2 separate regions of the Macaca mulatta genome follow, and region 2 is linked to region 1. The links are chromatin contacts, called in public Hi-C maps. All regions are on one chromosome and are shown on one strand. The core of a region is the stretch at or near the end of the contact, and the rest is flanking DNA. Distances in the headings are between cores, read along the strand shown.

The links. Hi-C and Micro-C count contacts between places; a contact is called where the count stands out from the background.
Region 2: a contact with region 1 is called in a Hi-C map of fetal cortical plate, with 1.8 times the contacts expected there. The contact joins the promoter of SLC16A14 here to the promoter of FBXO36 in region 1. A contact is called at or near these places in 2 of 14 Hi-C or Micro-C datasets (fetal cortex germinal zone and fetal cortical plate).

The regions. Positions count from the first base shown.
Region 1 is chr12:135,186,875-135,191,737 of T2T-MMU8v2.0, forward strand. FBXO36 (F-box protein 36) reads left to right here and starts at 2,294. Exons shown (of 4, transcript XM_015111300.3): 1 at 2,294-2,412. The coding sequence starts at 2,317. It overlaps TRIP12 (thyroid hormone receptor interactor 12), which reads right to left and starts at 3,263. Exons shown (of 42, transcript XM_077957735.1): 1 at 2,957-3,263.
Region 2 is chr12:135,333,341-135,338,203 of T2T-MMU8v2.0, forward strand. SLC16A14 (solute carrier family 16 member 14) reads right to left here and starts at 2,685. Exons shown (of 5, transcript XM_077957764.1): 1 at 2,316-2,685.

The DNA.
Region 1 (4,863 bases), core at 1,044-3,543:
TGGTTTTTAAAGAGGAGACTCTGAGCCTCAACTTGCTAGGTCTTTAAAAAATGAAATGCCAAAAATATCTAATGAGAGTCTCGAGAGGAATAGAAAGTTAAACACATCACTAAAGGGCCTACAAAACGGAGTAAAGCCCGGAGATCGGGTGATCTGGCAGCCCAGACAAGATCGAGGACCGCGACTAGGAAGGGAGACAGCAGGAGAGCAGTTAGACGTCCACTTAGAACGGATTCACTGCGCTATTAACCGTACCCGCCCCCCCGCCCCCCCGCCCCGGCCCAACCTTTACACACAGACACATTCCCTCCCCGAGTTAACTAACGAAGCAATTAAACTATGCCCACCACCAGACTCGATGCTTAGGCTAAACCTCCCCCAGACAAAGTAAAACAGCATTATCAAAAAAACAAACAGATCTGTCTTAAGGGTTTGGAAGCTGCCCCTTCCGTTCTCTCCTCACCACGTAAGGTAACCAATTCTCTCCCGTCCCCCACCAGCAGTTCAAACGTGTGATTTCCCCCCATTTACATGTGCTTTTATGTTTTTCCGTATTTTTCCGTCTAAGAAACGAAGGATTTCTTATTCTGAGGAAGGGAAAGACGCTGAGGAAGACAGGATTTGAGGTTTTACTACCTTCGTTATTCGAACTCCCCTCCAACTTGTTCCTGTACTAGAAAACCCACTCACTATGGAGAAGGAAGGAGAGGGGCTGCACTGATGGACAAACGTTGTAATAGGTTTTATGTAATCCACATATAAATAAATTAATCGCCTGACTCGCTCTGAATGCTAATACGATTGGGGTGACAATTGGCCCACCTCCCTCCCCCAAGTCCTAGTTAAACCCACCTACCACCAATTTCCATTCTGATCTATTTAAAAGGATACTCTATTCCTCTCAGTCAAGTTTCTTGGCTTCTTTAGGCCTCCCTGCATGCCCCCCTCGTCATCATCCTCCCTCAGCCTCAACTTCCCACGGCTTAAAAAACTGCCCCGCGCAGACCCCGTCTCCGGGCTCGCCCTCCCTCAACCGTCCCTCGCCGTCCCCCTGGGCAGGAAACCCCTTACTGCGGTCTAAAGTCACTCCGGCCTCTCCCTCCTCTGACCCTCGCTTCCCACAACTGTTGTCACTCGAGCTGCTCCCTAGTTTCCATTTCCGGGCCGTCCACAGACCCGGAGCCTCCCCTTTCCCAATTTCCGGGCCCCTCGTCCCATTTCCGGGGAACCCTTGCCGTCTTCACACCCCCCACCTGCACTTCCGGCCCCCCACTTTCTCTCTTCCCAGACACCCTCCAAGCTCCAAAGCCCACTTCCGGCCCCTCTCGACCCCCGCCGAGCTCCCCAACACCCGCAAGCCTTACCCCGGTTCTCTGAAGGGCCCTTCTCATTGCGGGGAGCCGGAGGAGGGACCCAGCGACCCCTGCCTCCCGCCGGGCCCCGGTCCCTCCGGCCGCGGCGGCCCTCGAGCGTCTCTCCCGTCCACCCCCGGCCCGGTCCTTCCGCGGCTCCGCCGCCGCCGGCGCCGGGAGCAGGCCAAGCGGGGGCCGAATCGCGGCGATGACACAACCGGGCTTCCTGGGACTTTCTGTTCCAGCTCCTCCCCTCGCCCCCCCAAACCCTCAGCTGGCCCCCTCCCCCCAGGCTTGCCCCCGCCGCCCGGAGCTGCGCCCCAATTACCTAGTTAGGCCCCAAAGTCTCCGGTCCGGACTCGGTGGCGCGGCAGTAACTTCCACTAGCTCCCCCCACCCCCCCCAGCGGCGGCGGCAGCGGCGGCTCCGGGTTCCTTCAATTATCAGCTGAGCCGCAGCACCGCGCTCGGCGTGCGCCTCCGCCCGTGCCGCCTCCCTCCCCGCCCGCTCTGACACCCTCGGGGAACTACTTTGCCCTCGGGCTCTGGTTGACGGGCTCGTCCGCGGGACCGGCCCCGCTGCCTACTGGCGGCCCATCACATCGCCCCTCCCTCCCCTGCCTCCCGGCTCGACTCTCCCAGCAGCCTCCGATCTCCGCCCGATCCCTTCGAGGGACCAGGAAGGGGACTGTGGAGCTCCACTTGGTATCCCTCCGCCGGGATCACCCCCTCCCCTCCGTGGTAGCAGGAACTAATTCCCCTTCGGGTCACCCGGGACCTGGAGCTGGAAATTTCACGGATCAGGGTTCCCTGAGACCCTTGGAGAAGGGGAGAATCGCCCCAAGTTAGAAATCCTTCTGCCAGCTCATAAGCGTGGTTCAATTTAAACTAGGGTTTTGGCCCCTTGACCCCGACCAAGCCCCGCCCCTTCCTGGTTGTCTTAGCGACGGCGGTGGCGTCCCAAGATGGCGTCGAGGCTGCCGGAGACTCTGTTTGAAACTGTAGGACAAGGCCCGGCGCCCAGCAAAGACTATTACCAGTTACTGGTCACCCGGTCTCAGGCAAGTGCGAGCCCCGGTTTACCCTCTCTCCTAACTCCCTACCTGGCCCGGTTGGGGCCCGGGACCCAGGCTGTGCTAGGCCGAGAGCAGCCGTAGCCCGCCGGAAGCGCCCGGTCCCGGCTCCGCGCCGGGAGATTTTCCTCGTCACCTCGGCCTCCTCGGTCCGGCGGCCCGCGTGTCCCTGCTCTCCCCGAGCCCGGCTAGTCCCTGGCTAAGCCTTCTCTGCCTCCCCGCGGTGCCGCGCGCTCCTTTCCCGCCACCCCGGCTTCCTACCCGTAGAGTTCCCTCCGCGCGAAGAGGAAAACGGGCGTCCCAGGCTTGCGTGCGGCCTCACCTCAGCGTGAGAAGGAGGGAAAGAAAGACTCAACCAAGTGTCCCAAGGAGGAGCCGGCTAGGGAGGGGAAAAGGAGATTGCCTCTTTTCCAGGATAGGAATTAATCATGGAGAATTTTATAAATCTCTTTGTGGCCTTTACGCGTGCCATGGCCACATCAAAAGTTAGTTATTTCTAGTAGCAATTGACGATTGGGAGCTCTTCTCTTACCTTTTCGAGTCCCTTCTATCCCATTGAAAGTGTGCGGGTGGTGGTATAAAAATGTTTCAGCTGCTCTGCGCTTCAGCCCCACCCATAATGACATCTGCTCCACAACAATAAGACCGAGGATTATATTATCTCCAAAGTAACCATCGGCCTATTTTTATGCCTACTTTGGTTATTGAAGGTGGGCTTTTGGATGATTTACTGTGTCCATGAAATTCTCAACTTGAGCGGGGCCTCCATTGGGAAGACGTTTCTAATCCTGGCTGAGCTTATGCCTGTCACTGAGTTATTCATGCACCCTGCGCTTGCAATAGATACTATTCTATTCCTATAAAATGAAATTTAGAAGTTTGTATATATTTGTTTTGGTGTGCATATTGATCATTCCCTCGATTTTTCCAGGAGCCCTTAAACAAAATAGGTAATGAGTTAATTTTTTATATTTTTAAAAGCATCTTTTAAAATATAAATGTTAATATATTTTTTTAAGATTTAGAAATATTACAAATGTAATATTAGACTGTCCAAAAAAATTTTTTTTAAAAACAGTACTGCTCCTTGCGGAGCAGGGCTAATTCCTAGGCAGTGGGCCCAGAGTCAGCCTCAAATTTTTAATTAAACTGTTTTTAGGGGTTTTTGCTCATTTGGTGATTTATGAAATACTGAAAGTCATCCTTTTTTGTACATTTTTTTTTTTTTTTGAGACCGAGTCTCGCTCTGTCGCCAGGCTGGAGTGCAGTGGCGCGATCTCAGCTCACTGCGACCTTGTTTCACCATGCTGGCCAGGATGGTCTCGATCTCTTGACCTCGTGATCCGCCTGCCTCGGCCTCCCACAGTGCTGGGATTACAGGCATGAGCCACCGCTCCCGGCTTCATACCTTTTTTAAACGGATTATTGATTTTTCCATTGGCTTTAAGATTTATTTGTTTATTTATTTATCAAGAGGGAGTCTCCCTCTGTTGCCCTGGCTGGAGTGCAGTGGCGCAAACTCAGCTCACTGCAACCTCTGCCTCCTGGGTTCAAGCGATTCTCCTGCCTCAGCCTCCTGAGTAGCTGGCTTGTGCCAGCACAGAATTACAGGCGTGTGCCACCACACCCAGCTAATTTTTGTGTTTTTAGTAGAGACAGGGTTTTGCCATGTTGGCCAGGCTGGTCTCAAACTCCTGACCTCCAGTGATCCACCGGCCTCAGCCTCCCAAAGTGCTGGGATTACAGGTGCCGACCACCACGCCTGTCCAATTTTTTGTGTGTTTTTAGTAGAGACGGGGTTTTGCCATGTTGGCCAGGCTGGTCTCCAACTACTGACATCAGGTGATCCAGCAGCCTCGGCCTCACAAAGTGCTGGGATTATAGACTTGAGCCACCGCGCCTGGCCAGCTTTAAGATTTATGATCCTGACATTTCTTCACTTCCTAACATGAGTGGTCAAAAATATAATCTGTTCTAATCTTACGTGATTTTCTATTTTCATCTACCTCAAGTAAGTTAGAATGTTTTAATTTTCACTCTACAGCCTTTAAAACTTTGTCTTTTTTAGCATTTTCTTTCCTTTGAGGGTCTGGTATTTTACAAGCATGCTTCATTTCTCTCATTTGTAAGACTCAACAGGCTGAATATCTGTTTACCTTTTTATTTTAGTAAATTATCCTTAGGAGTGCTCCTGGCATTCGGCTTCCTAAAGAATACTTACGTTGTTGACGTTCTTCAGACTTTGCCCTCAAGTCTAACTTAGGCGCACACCTTCCTCTAACTACTCTTTTTTTTTTTTTTTTTTTTTTTTTGAGACAGAATCGTGCTCTGTCGCCCAGGCTGGAGGGCAGTGGTGCAATCTCGGTTCACTGCAAGCTCCGCCTCCTGGGTTCATGCCATTCTCCTACCTCAGCCTCCCGAGTAGCTGGGACTAAAGGC
Region 2 (4,863 bases), core at 1,435-3,934, 150 kb after region 1:
TGGAGGTTGCAGTGAGCTGAGATGGCGCCACTGCACTCTAGCCTGGATGACAGGAGATTCTGCCTCAAGAAAAAAAAAAAAAAGTAAACGGTAACCCACTCTAAACAAGCTTGCTATTGGAAGCTTGGCAAAAAATACTAGGGCCTCGTTCTGAAGAGGGTGAAATAAGAAAATGGGAAGATTACGGGAGCAATAGTCAGCCTTCCATTCTCCCCAAATGAGTTCATAGACGATGAAAAAGAAATTGTAAATGGGGGGTAACATATGTAGGCTATGAAATTGGGTCAGCTACATATTTACATGATAATAGGCAGAAATGAAAATAACAGATCCATCTAGGGTGTATCAGATATTAGAACAAAATTAAATTTTCTACAGCTGTGTACAAAGTTTTACAAGCAAGTCTTTTTTTTTTTTCTTTTCTTTTTGACGGAGTATGGCTTTGTCGCCCAGGCTGGAGTGCACTGGTGAGATCTTGGCTCACTGCAACCTCTGCTTCCCGAGTTCAAGCGATTCTCCTGTCTCAGCCTCCTGAGTAGCTGGGACTACAGGTGTGTGCCACCGCACCTGGCTAATTTTTGTATCTTTAGTAGAGAAGGGGTTTTGCCATGTTAGCCAGGCTGGTCTCGAACTCCTGACCTCGGATGATCCACCCGCCTCGGCCTCCCAAAGTGCTGGGATTACAGGCGTGAGCCACCGCGCCGGGCCAAGTCATTCATTTTTAATTTGGCTATTGTTATTATATTGCATGTGGTGAGCTCATCACACATAAGGAAAGCGGGAAGCACCAAGCTAAAATTAAAATTACCGTCTCCCCCAAAGTTACGCAGAGCGTGGTGGTAGCGGCTCTGCATCCCATGCAGGTGAGTGCGGGGTTCACCCTTAATTCGGCTCTGCAGGCACTTCCGCGCTCCCCACCTGGTGTGTACAGGGCATTTGGGGCCTTTAGAGGGCGCACTTGCAGCCAGCAGGCTGAAGAGGCTGCCGCGGAGAAGGCTGGGGAGCTGAGCTGGTGCAGAGACAGCCCAGGAGAAAAACAGAACCAAAAAAATCACACAGAATAAGGAGGACTCAACACATACATGCTTCTGGGTCACGGACTGTGCTTGGTGGCTTCTCCAACGCGATCCAGTCCAATTGGCATAAATGTCCCCATTTTACAGATGAAGAATCTGAGCCATCAAATGGGAGCAATGAAGCTTAGAGGGGTTAAACTAGCAGGCGGTGGAAACCAAATCGGAAATCAGGCCTGCAGGATCCCAAGCCTGTTTTACCTCCTCCCACCCCCAACACTCCCTCTCTCCCCTTTCCTCTTTCTCTCGTCTCTCTCTGTCTCACACACACAGACACAGCCGCACACGCACGCACACGCAAACAAAGAAGCCAGACAAGGCAAAGGAGAATCTCTCTAATCCCCAATAATGGCCCTCGGTCATCCTTGTTAATAAGCCCGAATCAATTTTTCCTCAGGCAAAACACGGCTTAATTGGAAAGCAGAGTTGAGCTCCTAAAACATCGTCATGGCCTTGGCAGCGTTTAGCCCCGAAATGGCCGTCCCCGGTCCCTCACCCCATTTCAGCCTCTCTTGAGGAGCCTCGATCAGAAGCGCTAAGGGGGCCCAGCCTCTGCGCGCCCTGGGCGTGGGATCGTGCCCGCGGGGTACGGCCTCCGCGCCCCACCCTCCGAGCTCCCTCCCCCACCCGCGCTTGGTGCTCCCCCTCCCTCGGCACCCCGAGATCAGTCCCCGCTTCGGGCACCCCGCATCCCTCGGCGCGTTCGGAAGCCAGCAGCCCCGCGGGGAAGCCGGGCAGGCTGCAGCACCACAGCCTGTGCAGAGAGGCATCCGCAACCCCCGATGTCTCTAGGCGCAGCCCGGGGTCCTCCGCTCTGCGCCTCATCACTGTCCAGTTCGAGTTCCAAACGGCCTGGAGAGCAGACGGGCAGCGAGGCTGGGCTCCGGGCAGAGAGCGCCTCTCCAGCCAGACGGGGGTGCCCTGGATGACGCTTGCGGGGTCCCGGCCGGCTTGAGCAGCAAGGCGCGCGTCCCCAAGCTCCGCCTGGCGGTCTGCCCTGAACCGCCGGTTACCCTGCCCGCCCGCAGTTCCCGAGCCCCCGCGGCGGCCTTTGCACTACCACCCGCCCCGGCACAGCCTCGCCCTCCACCGCCCGGGCAGCCTTTCCGGAGCCTGCCTTGGGCTGGGGCCGGCCCTTCCCGGAGGTTCCTGGGGTGCAGCGGCCATCCGAAACCAGGCTCCGATGCCCCCAGCGCCGCTCCATTCCCCAGGCCCACGGCGCGCGCGGCCTCGGATACTCACCGCCCGAGGCCCGCTGGGCTGCGGCCTCACTCGGCTCCACGCCCGGATCCTCGAACTTGCTGCTCTGCTTCGAGCCCCCTGAGCTGCTGGGTGTAGAGATTTGTTGCAATGTCGCCTATCATCCTGGAGATGCGGGTGCCTGCGGTTCAGCTCTCCGCCGGGCTCGGTGCGCTCTGTGCCGGGCTCCCGGGGTCTTCCGCCGCTCGCTGCCAGGCCAGATGAGCGTTTGGTGGAGCTGAAAGCTCGACGCCGCAGTCCAGGTGGCTTTAAAAAGGGTGCGTTTGGAGGTGCCCAAACCTAACCTGGGCTTCCTTCCAATCGGAGCAATTTCAAATCTTCATGCTCGTTCATTCCTATACCGGCTAATTCTGGTTTGGCAGGGAAAAAAAAATGTAGTCACCTCACATGCACACTCTTGTGGCCGGTTGAAGTTTATAGCTTTGGCTGAGTTTCCGCTAAGGCGCTGCACATTTATCACTGGAGGAAAGGTCCTGAAACCTAATCCAGGATGCAAGTGAGACTAGCAGTAGCCTCCATTTCTCTGAGATGCTAGAGAAGGGATGAAACAGACCCTTACTGCAATATTTTTGGCCAGAGAGGACTCAAAGTCCCTTACTCTCTCTCTTTTAGAGATATGGGTTTCACTACATTGCCAGGCTGGTCTCCAACACTTGGACTCAAGGGATCCTCTGACCTTGGCCTTCCAAAGTGCTGGGATCACAAGCTGAGCCACCGTGACCAGTCAGTCCCTCATTCTTGGTTCCACTCTGGGTCCCACCTCTCCTTGCTCTTTCTGCACGTCCATTACCTACTTTCGTGGGCACCAGGCACAACTTTATCTCAATGTCTCCCTACCTCATTCCCAGCAGGGCACACAACACAGTGCTTTACCTTGGACAGTTTTCTGTATTATTGAGGTGAATGCATGAGTCGATGAAGGCTGTGCTTTTTTTTTTCCACCTGAAGGTTTTGCAGTAGTTCTCTACTGCTGTTGTGATAAACTGCGATATTACTGTGATAAACAGAGTAATAGCAGACGAAAACCACACAAATTCACTATTTTATAGTTCTGGAGGTCAGAAGTTTGAAATGCGTCATACTGGGCTAAGATCATGGTGCTGGCACCTTGAAGGCTGTGTTCCTTCTTGTGGCTGTAGGGGAGAGCAACCAGCTTTTGCAGGCCGCCCACATTCCTTGGCTGGTGGCTCTTCCTCCATCTTCAAAGCTAGCACTGCTGCGTCATTCTGTCTTCTTTCCATACTCACATTGCCTTGTCTCCTCTTTTCTGCCCCCACCCCTTTCCACTTTTAAGGACCCTGGGGATTACATTGAGTCTAATGAGATAATCCAGATAATCTCTCTATTTTAAGGTCAGCTGATTAGCAACCTTAATTCCATCTGCAACCTTAATTCCCCTTTTGCCAGGTAAGGTAACAAATTCAGAGGTTCCAGGGATTAGGATGTGGACATCTTTGGGAGACCATTATTCTGCCAGCACAGATTTCCTTCTTTCTTCCTTTCCTTTTTCTTTTCTTCCTTCTTTTTCGTTTCTTCGAAAAAAAATGTCACATGTATTTCATATTGCCTTTTTGTTTGTTTGTTTGAGATAGGGTCTCACTCGGTCACCCAAGCTGGAATACAGTAGCATGATCACAGCTCACGGCAGCCTCAACCTCCTGGGCTCAGGTGATCCTCCCATCTCAGCCTCCTGAGTAGCTGGGACTACAGGTGCACGCCACCATCCCTGGCTAATTTTTTTGACTTTTTGTAGAGACGGAGTCTCATTATGTTGCCCAGGCTGGTCTTGACCTTTTGGACTCAAGTGATCTGGCTGCCTCAGCCTCCCAAAATGCTGGGATTACAGGCATGAGCCACTGCACCCAGCCTATATTGCTATTTCTTATATAAACTCTCTCTCTCTCTCTTTTTTTTTTTTTTTTTTTGAGATGGAATCTCATTCTGTCACCCAGGCTAGAGTGCAGTGGCAATCTTGGCTCACTACAACCTCTGCCTCCCAGGTTCAAGTGATTCTCCTGCCTCAGCCTCCTGAGTAGCTGGGGTTATAGGAGCGTGCCACCATGCCCAGCTAATCTTATATCAACTCTTGATTTAAAAATAATTGAGTCTGGGCACAGTGGCTCACGCCTGTAATCCCAGCACTTTGGGAGGCCAAGGCAGGTGGACCATTTGAGGCTAGGAGTTCAAGACCAGCTTGGCCAACATGGTGAAACCCCGTCTCTACTAAAAATACAAAAATTAGCTGGGTGTGGTGGCGCCTGCCTGTAATTCCAGCTGCTTGGGAGGCTAAGGCATGATAATGCTTGAATCTGGGAGGCGAGAATCGCTTGAACCTGGGAGGTGAGCTGAGATCGCGCCACTGCATTCTAGCCTGGGTGACAGGGTGAGACTCAGTCTCAAAAAGAAAAAAAAAAAAAAGATTAAAAAAATTTTAAGAAAATTGTGAGAAATTGTGGCCAAGTGAGGGCATTCTGATGAGGTACTAGGCTGCAGTGGCTTACATATCTTACTTTTGCTGATAAGAATATGG